Linked DNA regions of Gossypium arboreum: region 2 is linked to region 1. Evidence: chromatin contacts called from public Hi-C data. All regions are on one chromosome and are shown on one strand. Each heading gives the region's core, a stretch centred on a gene start, on an enhancer-like site or on the middle of the called end of the contact. The rest is flanking DNA. Distances are from core to core; before and after follow the strand shown.

Region 1 (5,874 bases), core at 2,152-4,651:
GAAACGTTTCTGAATGATTTGGTTAGTTCATCATCAATATGAGTTTGTGTTGGGTATTGAAATAGAATATGATTTGATTAGTAAAGTGATGGTATTCAACTCATTGTGGGACTTTGCCAAATTTGTAAATATTCGCCAATAAATAGTGTCTGTAAACAACAATTTTGGAATAAGTGTTTGTGTAAAGAGATGGTTTGTATAAAGTGGGCCTTGAAGAGATATTCTTTCGAGAAGTATTTTGGTTGTTCTAAGAGAAAGAAGATACTAATATATTGTCTGGAAAGATTTGAAGTCAATCTAGCAGTGAAGTGAGAATCAATATGATAAGTGTAATAGTTGGCATGTAGTTGCAAGCCCAAGATGATGAAGGTGTTTGCCCAAACAAAGATGAAATCAAATCTTAGAGATGAGAAATTCAACAAAGAAGATTTCGGGGTATTCTGTATTAAAGCTCACTAAGTTTGTGTAACTTACAAGCGTTATGTTTATGTTTTAGGTATTGTCGAAAAGTGAGTTTGCCAAGAAAGACCAAGCTAGGAATGTGCTAGAGAAGCGACGATCCGGGTTATTATGCATATAACGGGCTATTTGGAAAATAAGCATATGGTAGGATTACGCCTTATCGTGTTTGTTTTCAGTAAATTTTTTTATTATATTAAATTATGATAAATCTGATGTATTATATTATTTTTAAATAATTTTCTTTGTTCCATTGAAATTGAGTCTTTAAGTAAAATATCCTGTTTTAAAATTTTACTAAGTTATGCGTAGTAACACCCGAGATTCGGACCTGGTGAATCAGGTCCGGTTGAAGGTGTTACAAGTATAAGGTCCGAAAATGATATTACATTGTTTAATTTGTATGAATTACTTGTACTTAAATGTATATTGACATTGAATTGGATGTTATCGATTGTAGTTACTCTGACAACAAAGGTGACATCTTGTAACTCAGTCGTGGTAATCAGGTCAGGTATCGAGATGTTACATTATATATTATACAAGTATGACTTATTATCCATTATTTATATAGAGAAAATATTTAAGCAAAATCAAATAAGAACATAACAAATGACAATTGTTTGTATATGCATTGTTTAATTAAAAAGGATAAATTACAAGCTAATCACTTAAGTTTGTTGAAGTTTATGTTTTGATTACCAAACTTTAAAAAATTATTATATAGTCATTAGTGTCGTCTATTTATCATGTTGTGGTCACTCAGTTGTTAACTTTCACTAAATGTGTCATCTTTTCAGATATTTTAAATCAAATTGTATAGTTAGTCACTACACTTTTTCTTTTGAGCGATTTTAATTATATCTCCTTCATCAAATAAGGGGTTAGAAAATTTTAAAATTCTTGGCTGTTGAATTTGATGAATTGAGTTAACTTTATGTGGAAATTTTGAGCTTTGTGGGGTAAAAAAAAAATTTCTTATTGTCAGCTCCAATTTTTATTGTCAGCTCCAATATTGAAGAAAAATGAAGGATAATATATTTTAAAAACCACTTAAAGTACTACATTTTATTTAAATAAATCTTTATATTATTTTTGTAATTAAGTAAACTACTGGCCTATTATTTTTACTCATGATAATATTTGGTTTTATTATTAAAATGATAATATTTTTGAATTTTTAAATTAATTTTCATTTAATACTATGTGAATTTAATGAGAATTAATTAAAATAATAAAATAATAATTTTAAACGTAAAATAAAATAATATTTCTGGATCTTTTTGAAAACACACAATTAAATATTCTTTTGAAAATTTTAAATACTCTTTAGTATATTAACTAAAAATGATCTTAATTCAAATATACAGTGAGAGAGATCAAAATGAATAGAAAATGAGAAAAAAAAAAGAAAAGAAAAGATTACAATAAACAATTGTCAGAATGAAGCAATTCAGACCAAAAAAAAAAAACACTTCCTAAAACCCAGCTCGAAACTAAAAGAGAAAGAAGGTTACGTTTTATTTTGAACGTCAGCAGTAAAAATAATAGAAATCAACCTCGTTGCAAATAAAATCCAATTAGCTTAAAATATACCAAACAAGCAAACATAGAACTCTGTTATTAGAAAATAGAAATTTCAATTACTCATCGATGTAGTGGCATCTAAGAAAATATGTCAAAAATAAAACTAAACATAGTTAAGAATTGCATTTAGCAGAGAATCCTTTAAGCAGATAAAGAAAATGAAAAGAACACTTCGTATCAGTGAAGAAAGAGAAATTTATACATTTCCATGAATAATAAATAATGGGTTTACTTTTCTTCTTGTTGAGATTGAATTTAAGAATGAGTTTTGATGTTTTATATTTCGTTTTAGGGAGGGGATTTTGGTTATTTACGTTCTGGAAAGCTAAAAGAAAAAGAAAAAGGAAAGTTAAAAGAAAAGAAAAATTAAAATTATTGGGACTAATTAAAAAAATTCGACATCTACTTATTGTTACACACTTAACAGAAGTTAATGGCTCAATAATTTTGATGTCCACAATGTACTTAAACAAACATAAGTGTAATTTAGTCAACAAACGAGAAAGAAAGAAGGAGCAAAGGCTGGAAATTCCAGCAGATGGGTAGCCCACATGCATGAATTCCAGAGGAAATTAAAACCACCAATATTAACAAACTAAAAGGGAAGAATAAACCAACTTCTTAGGAGAAAACCTTAACATTCAAATATAATTACTATAAGGAAAAAAAAAAAGGAGGAAGAGAGTACATTTGTATATGGCAAGGCAGCAAATGCCATCTAAATTCTATATTATATATAATCTACATAAATATTTGAATATTAATGTCGACTGAATTATTGGAGTCTTTAGTTAACATCGTTCAATCTTTAAATAACTTTTACCTTTACCCTTATAAAAAGAAAAGGAGAGATTAAATTGAGGGTTGGTAAATCTTCGAAAGAGCTTGCAGAAGATTAAGTTGTAAGCGCAAATGCAGTATATAATCTACCGTCCTCAAGAACAGGCGATCCGGTTGCATCAATTGCCCTCCCGGAATTAGCTTTTGCAACCTTTTGATCTTCATTCTAACTGATCGACCACCGGTGCTGCCTCCGCCACTGCAAGCAGTCCGCCTCCTCCTCATCCTCCATTTCACCATAGAAAACTCTTTGCAGCTCCTTGGCTCCGTATGTTTCATAAGAAAATGTGTATAAATTTCTTAAGCTAAATAGAGAACAAAAACGCAGGGAGGAAGGAAGGAAGTCACTCTTTATTTTCTTGGGTTTGTGTTCAAAGGAATGAAAAGTTATGATTGATGTAACAAAAAAAAAATGGAAGGGGAGAGAGAGGCATGAATGATGGGAAGAAGAGATATAGAAGGGACCATGTGAGCCGAGTCTTGATGTTCCTTTCGGCTCTTACGACATGAATTAAATATTCATATGTTCCTGTTTTAGTCACACGTTCTCTCTAGTTTGTCGTCTTATGGACGTGGGCTTGCGGTGGGGCCCAATAAATCCCAACCCCATTTTTGCAGATACCATCATACTATGCACCACTAATCTTTTATTGAGAATTTAGTTAAACAATCCAACTTTTTGCTTTAATAAAGACATTATTGTCTATGAAATGGAAATTCTCTAATAAGTAGAGTTACCCTCAAAACTTTTATTAAAAATATTGGCCCGATAAATCTTTAAGTTCTGAAGTTTTATATTATGAATTTTTAACATAAAGAAAAACAACATTTGTTAATTCAACTTAATAACTCATAAATTGGTTAATTGAACTCAATAATTATATGTACTTGTATGAATGTACATTATTCTATCATTTAACAAAATAGTGTAGTTGAGTTGAGCGAAACTTAAATAGTGGAAAACACAAGTTCAAGCTTAAGTTTGGCCCGAAATTTAAGGCTCGATATTCGATTCAAGTTTAATCAGACATCAATTTTTAAACTTGAGCTTTATTAGGCTTGTTTCTTAATTTTTGTACTCAACATCAAACTTTAACTTGAACTTCAACTCAATTAAGCTCGTTCATACTTAAGCTATTTTTATATAATAAGAGTAAAAATGTGATTTCATATATAATATATTAAAATGAAAAGCTCAATTAGAGTCAGAACCATTCAAATTGAATATTACGATGCTCAAATTCAACTTGATTAATAGCTTAAGTTGCTTGAGTGCAAACTCAACTCGATAATTACCGAATCAAATTTGAGCATTTTATTTGGAGTCAAGCACAAATAGCTTGTGAACATTGGTGTTTTATTTATACCACTACTTCCGCACATTCAACCTGCCATTATTTCCCTATTTCTTTATCATCATATGTGCCATATAGGGTCTAAATGTCAATCTATCTCAAAAAAAAAAGTAAAAAATAGTAATGACAATATGTTAAGGGGGAGCTAAGGTTATTTGATGTTATAGCTTCCTCCATTGTGTATGTTTTGTTCAAAAAATTGCTAAAAGGGAAGATTGTTGAAAAATATAGAAATGGCAATAGAGTGCCAAGGGAGTTCTCACTCCTTTACCATTGGAGTTGTTTGAGATAGTTTTCATATTTGAAATGTTGGCAATTTATTGAATGATATTTATAGGTTCTGTTGAGTATATGGATGATATCTAGTCCATCAAAGAAGATCATAACAATTGGAGAAACATAGTTTGGAGATTGGATCGAATTGGTTCACCTTATTTAATCCTTTAGATCGTGGATATCATATTGAATTGGAACACTACACTCTTAGCTGTCAAAAGTCCATTTTTTTTATTCATTATTATTATATTGTATTCAACGTATAATGTGGTTGTTTTTATAGGGATTGATATAGATCTTATCTATGTTAGCAAGTCTCAAACAACTCCATATAATTGAGAGATTTGTATAGGTTTATGTACCAAGAATTGAGAGCACTTAATTTGTACATGTGAATAATTATATTTTGTGAGTGCAATGTGATTATAAAACTTGTTGTGTTGTGGTTTTACAAGATAAACTCACAGGGGTGAATTTAGTGCTGAGGGTTCTAGTCTTCAAAGATACAAGTGAAGAAATTATCATGGATGTGTGATAGATTTAGGATCACTGTGTAAGAGTTTAAAGATAGTGGATACTTCTCATTAAGCTAGGCTTCGCAGATGTAAGGAAAATGAACTAAGTAAACAATCTTTGTGTCTTCTATTTTATTTTTTGTTCATGTAGTGCTTGAAGGAGTACCCACTCCCTTAGCCGTTCCTTCCAAACACTTAGTTTGTTTCTCAACGATTGTTCGAACTAACACCACCCATTAACATTAAGTAAAAAAATGGACTACCTAATTATAAAATTGTCATTGATATCTTTTTTTCGATAAGTACATTAATGCAACTAAATAAGAAGAATCCACTCAAAGAAATTTGTAGAGCAAGAAATTGCAAGAACGTGAATAACTAGAGCTATATTACAAGGGCATAACAACCAAATATAATCTAAATGCTAAATGTTGTTGTAGGATCATAACATCGGCCTCTCTACAATAGTTAAAATATTGGTAGACAAATAAAAGAGGTTATTATATCGAGGATTGTATATATAATATAATATAATATAATATAATATAAGCATGAGTTTAGACAAATTTTGAACTGATGAGAATACTTTTTATTTCCATCATATTACTAAATTTACATTTAAAAATAATTATAATATTTAATTTAGAATTCTTAGTTTAAAAGTTGAAATAAAATAGTTGTGATAATTATACATTTAAAATAATTATAATTTAATAGAAGTTATGGTAATAATATATTTACAAATAATTAGAATGAAATAAAAGTTATTCTAATTTTATTAATATAAAACAAAGTTATTATTTGAATAGAATTCTAAGTATCTTTATTGTCACTTAATTAAT
Region 2 (5,874 bases), core at 1,039-3,538, 230 kb before region 1:
AAAGTATGAGGAGGGAGGAGTAAAAAACAATTTCAAGTTTCAAGAAAGGTTCAACCCAGGCCTGTGCTATCAGCTTATCAACATATGGGGTGGGTTAAATGAAGTTTCTACTCTTAAGGAAATTTAATTATGGGGTAAGCTTGGGATCTGAACTTTAATTAGAGTAAGATAAAACACTGTTAAGACCCCACCATCCACTGACTTATGTCTGATGTCAACTTTTCATATAATGGTTACACTCACTAGCGTCCTTCAAACCACTTTTTTGGGATCCCACCGTCCTCATCATTCATACCAAGCAAAAAGGGTTCCTCTTACAACTTCAATTTAATGGACTTCATCATTCATTGTAAATAAATAAAAATTAAAAAGCCTCTCATAGAAAGAGCACCAGATTATTTGACCTCAAATTAAATACTTTTTTGTTCGTTTCTCTTTATTATTCTCTTCTGGTATACAGTGCTGGCAGAGGGAGAAGAAAAAGGCATCACTTTATCAACAATTGAATGTGTGCATTTCACAGGATGAAAGCAAATGTTTTTAAGATTAGGCACCACATGGAATTTTACCTCAAAGACGGAGTACATTGCCATTTGCCATAAAGTAAGAACATAAAGAAGCATAAATCACAGAAGTTGCATTGCACTTGCAGTTGCACTAGTAAAGAATCAAATTTCTTTGAAAGGAAAGTGAAAGTAAAAGCTAAAAGGAAAGGGCTTTAAATAAAAAGATTCGTTGAATATATATTACTATGGTGAAGTACAAAAGGAACAGTAACTACCTTAGGACATGAGCTCTACTACCAGTCCATGGCAAACCAACAGTAACTGAGGAAGAGCCTACTGTATCTGAAGATCTTAGGAATTTACCTTTCTTAGACGATTGCCAGATCTTGGATACAGAAAAGCTTTCACCTTTACTTGTAAAGTTAATCCTTTTTCCCTTAACATCACCATCATTTGATGAATTCCCAGTTTGTCCAATTCTTCCCTTCACAAGCTTCATACTAGCAGTACCATTGCCACCTCTAGAAGGGCAAAGAGCTACTTGCAACTTATCAGCAACCACATATTGGAATGACCCCATTGAGTAACATCTCCTTGCATCCAAATTACTGCTACTGGTCTCCCCTTCTCTTAATACACCTTCTCCACCTTCTATTTCTCCTCCACTTCCATCATTTGAACTTCTAAATTTGCCTAGTCTCACAGAAAACACCCTCTTTCCAATGTCACTCTCTGCGGGTTTTGGGCCAAGAGACACCCCACTTCCTCCATTGCTTGATAACATGTTTTCTTCCCTTGGATATTCCAAATCAAAAATTGGGTTTTCAATTGGAAGCCCAGGTGTGAAAAGGGTCCCTCTACAAAGAGGGCAAGTAGAGTTAGACATCAACCATGTGTCTATACAGTCTATATGGAAAGCATGACTACACATAGGAAGCAATCTCAACTTATCTTGTTCCAAGAATTCACAAAGACAAACCGCACAATCAAATGGCTCTTTCAACCCCATTATTTCCTTATATAGAAACACAGGTAGAGCATCTATGAAAGCTTGATCCAGACCCGAATCATGAAGATGGAAGAGTTGTTGCAACTGCCTTTGGAAAGCATCAGATCCTGACATTTCTGGGTATCTGTTGGATTCTGATACAGATGAGGGAGACCTATGCTTCATAAGAAATCTGACAAGCAAGTGAAGAAGGCCAGATATGAAAAATATAACAGCCAGAATAACAATGATGAACAAAACAGCAGGGCTTATTTTACTAGCTGAAGATGATGACGAAAGGGAGTTTGGCTGCTTTTGGTTATCATTACTGTAGGACAATGGAGGAGAGGAGAAAGAAGAAGAAGGAGGCGAAGAAAGTAGAGAGTGAGGATGGTAACTCAAACCACCATCTTTTAGCTTGATTTGAGATTGTATCCAAGACATTTTAGGAAATGGGCATGCTAGAAGCACCTGTTTCTTCAACTTTCTTGAACCAAAACTAACTACAGTCACCTATATGGAACCCAGGAAACTAAAATGAACAAGCAATGGGCACATTATTTCTTGCACCTCCAACAAAACCCCAGCTCAGTTCACCCAATGAGGTTTGGCAAAAATCTAATCTTAGACTGAAGATTTACAAGTAAGAGGATTGCTTAGGTAGAAGACTTGGTAATAATGAATAAAAAAACAGCGAACTAGCTCGTAATTGGTGTAACAAGAACAAGAACAAGAACAACAACAGGTACTCTTCTAAGTTTGTAACACTTGTAACCGAGTCAAGGTTTTAGTTGACCTACCTCAGGAATTAGAAACTCTGGCATTACGGAACCCCATATTTAATAAGTTGATCCGTTGATTGTTGCAGTGAACACCATTTTAGTCCTGTTGGAGTTTCCAATTCCCTTCACATTTGCTATGTTTTAGAGAAGGATGGGGCGAAGGTGCGGCAGGTAAGCTTCTAAAAAAGTGAAAGGATTAGAGGACAAAAGTATCAAGGGCCGTTTTGTCATTTAGTCTGATTTGGGATTTTTGTTTTTTACTTTTCTTTAAGATATTTTAATCTACCCTTTAATCTCTGAATATTACGTAATTATGCTCTCTTGAATCCGCAATTTTGAAAAATCATTTAACAATATTGGTATTAGAGGTGTTCATGGGTCGGGTTGGGTCGAGCCCATACAAATTTTTAGGCCCGTCTACTAGGTTCGGGTTTGGCCCGACTCAAAATATGGGCCTAAAATTTTGCCCAAGCCCGGCCCAAAATAAAATTATATAATAAATCAAATATATTTAAAAACATAAAAACAAATATTAAAACAAATAAAAATAATACTAAAACAATTCTTAAAACAATACACAAATTAATAATATAAAAAAATGGTTATATTAAAATTTAAAATAATTAAAATAAAATAAAAAAATTATTAATATATAATTTAGGCGGGCCCGGCCAAAAACTCTTACCGAGGCCGGCCCGTTTTCTAAACAGGTCTCGTTTTTACCCAAGCCCATTTTTGGGTCTATATTTTTACCCAAACCTCCCATTTTTCTAAGGCGGGCCTTGGTAGGCCGCCGCCAAACCCATGATCGGCTATTGGTATTAGGGATGACAAGAAAATGTTTTTACTTGCACTGATCCATAGATCCCTCGGGGATAGAGATCCATGGGCCTTGGCTCCTACTCTACTTTTTTTTTTATTTCTTTTTGTGCAAATTATACTTAAAATTGTTAAATTATTAATAAATTTATATTTTGATCATTTAATTTTAAAAAGTTACAAAATGTTATTAAATTATTTGAAAGTTTTTATTTAAGTCACTAGATTATTAAATTGTTGATGTATGACATTCTTTGTTCACATCTTCTATACCAATCGAAAGCTCTTTTTTCCCATCTCTTTTATAATTTAATTTTCTTTTCATGAAATAGCTTTAAACGACATGAACTTGCGAACCAAAATTCAAATAACCTTCTTCTTTGGTCTTCGACATTAATCGTTAGATCAACTTGGAACTAAGGTAGATTCTCCTACTCATTTATGAGGACTGATTCACCATACTGATCGTCAATTAGAACTCACTAGTTGGACTTTTTTTATATAAAAAACTTAAAACCCAGTGAGTAAATAAAAATATTTGAATAGTTCAATGACCATTTTATAACTTTTTTTGAAGTTGAGTGATCAAAACATAAACTTACTAATAATTTAGTGACCTTGGTGTAGTTTACCCTTAAAATTAATATAAGATTTTTACACAAATTTTACTTTTGACCCCAACAATTTATAATTTTATCTCAACTCTTCTAATAAAAGATTCTTGTGTTAATATTGATCCAACTTTTATACCTTCTATGTTGACCTTGATCTGGCTCAATTATATTTAAAAATTTAAAATTCAAAACTGACCTCCTAAAAAAAAATTACTCAGTTTCAACTCATTCGACCTAGAGATATTCAATAATTCTTGTTGAGACAAGGTGTGTTGCAATGTGTAACACCTTAGTTTTGGTGGGTTTAAAGTTTTGGTGCATAGCAGTAAAAAGTTTTTCTGGCGTATACATGTGGATGTATAGTAACCGCCACAAGAGTAAGTACGAATTTAATTTCCTGATATTCTGCCATATATTATGGAGAAGTCCGTATTAAGTGGTTAAGAGTATACAACAGCCCGCTCGACGAGGTCCTAGTATCCAATTATTGTTTAATGAGATAACAACCTGATGGAGAGATGATTTTGAAAGGAGTGCTCGCCTAAGGCATAGTATGCCATGTTATTATAGTAACAATGCTAGTTGTATTATGATATAGTAATTAGGACCCCTCTGGTTAGGTTAACCAGGTATTGTCCATATTGGATTCTTATTTATATTTGTATTTACAACTATAGACCATTAATGAAAATATTTTGAAAGAGTGACACGTGTTAAGTTTCCATGGGAACGTGGGTCCTATCTGTAAATAAATATTAGTTAAATGGGCTAGAGAGATGGAGACGTTTTATCTTCTTCTTTCCTTTGACAATGTTGTTGTGGCTTTCTTTAGAAGCCGTCTAGGGTTTGCTACCCTTGGGCTGGAACTAAATATCAAATCTAAAATAGAAGATTACTTTGTATTCCAATGAGTATTTCAGTTATGTAGGTGGAATTCTGAAGAATAAGTTGTTAATTTTGGTTGAACGTTAAGATTAAAGAAAAATGGGCTTTGTTGTAACAGCCCGATTTTGGGCCTAGTTGGAACAGTGGTTTTGGAACCACTATTCTGGAGCCAGGGAAATTATTTATAATGTTATTTTATGTGTTATAGCATGATTATGTGAGTGCATGAAAATTTTGGTGAAATAATTTTAGCGATTCCATGCTTAATTGCGAAAAAGGGCTAAATCGCATAAAGGACAAAAGTTTTGTTTTGCTAGCTAAATATGTTAAATAGCAAACAAAATTTGGGATGTTCAAAGTGAAAATAGACCCTAAAAAATATGCTTGGCCAGCCATAAAGAGAAAGAAAGTAGAAAAGTCAAAATTTGGTGTGGTTGGTGACTTAATTTTGACTAGAAATAGAATAAAATAAAACAAAAGGTATCATCTTTTTATCTTTCTTCTTCCCCACCAAAAATGGCAACAAACAAGGGGGTTTTAAGAGCTTAAGCTTTCAGCCACTTAGTTTTCTTGCAAGTAAGTGATTTTGATGACATTTCTTGATGATTTCTACACTTTTGGGACCCTTGTAGCATGAGCTAGCTAATGTGGGGGCTATTTTACAAAATGGTTGAAAGTATAGGGTTTTTACATGAGAGCACTTATGTTTTTTTTTGAATTTTTATGGAAGAAAATGAGTCTTGGTTGTGTAATAAACAACTTTCGTGAAAGAAGTTTGCATGAAAACACCTAAAAAAGGCTATTTTATAAAGTTGTAAAATAAGTTGTAAATGTGTGAAATAATTAAAATTGTGAGTTTATATAGTTATAAAAAGAATTCGGATAGGCTTGGTAAAGGAGGAAATTCAATAAAAATCAATTTACGAGCCTAAGGGCAAAATTGTAATTTTTGTAAAGTCTAAGGACAAAACTATCATTTTGCCAAATTGTGAATTATAGAATGTTTTAATTAATGTAATAATTAAATGAGTGAATTTAATCATGTTAGATTAAGAAAATCAAGATTTGGGCTTAAATCGAAAAGTACGAGGTAATGGACTAAAATGGAGTAATTAGCTGAAATTGCATTCGAGGTAAGTGTGTATGACTAAATAAGCATGTTATCCATATTATTGTTAATATACTTGAAATCTATTTTGTTATAATTGTATTGAATTATATGTTGATGGAGTTATGTATGAGAAAGTGATGCCAAAAGTTAATAACACTCACGTGATGAT

What was found. A called contact is a pair of places that touch in the nucleus more often than the background predicts.
Region 2: a contact with region 1 is called in a Hi-C map of leaf, with 3 times the contacts expected there. The contact joins the promoter of LOC108474676 here to the promoter of LOC108475728 in region 1. A contact is called at or near these places in 2 of 5 Hi-C or Micro-C datasets (both in leaf).

The regions. Positions count from the first base shown.
Region 1 is chr3:14,177,039-14,182,912 of ASM2569848v2, reverse strand. It overlaps LOC108475728, which reads right to left and starts at 3,401. Exons shown (of 1, transcript XM_017777718.2): 1 at 2,665-3,401. The coding sequence starts at 3,165. The coding sequence ends at 2,899.
Region 2 is chr3:14,402,798-14,408,671 of ASM2569848v2, reverse strand. LOC108474676 (RING-H2 finger protein ATL47) reads right to left here and starts at 2,288. Exons shown (of 2, transcript XM_017776670.2): 1 at 1,454-2,288; 2 at 564-1,363. The coding sequence starts at 1,938. The coding sequence ends at 778.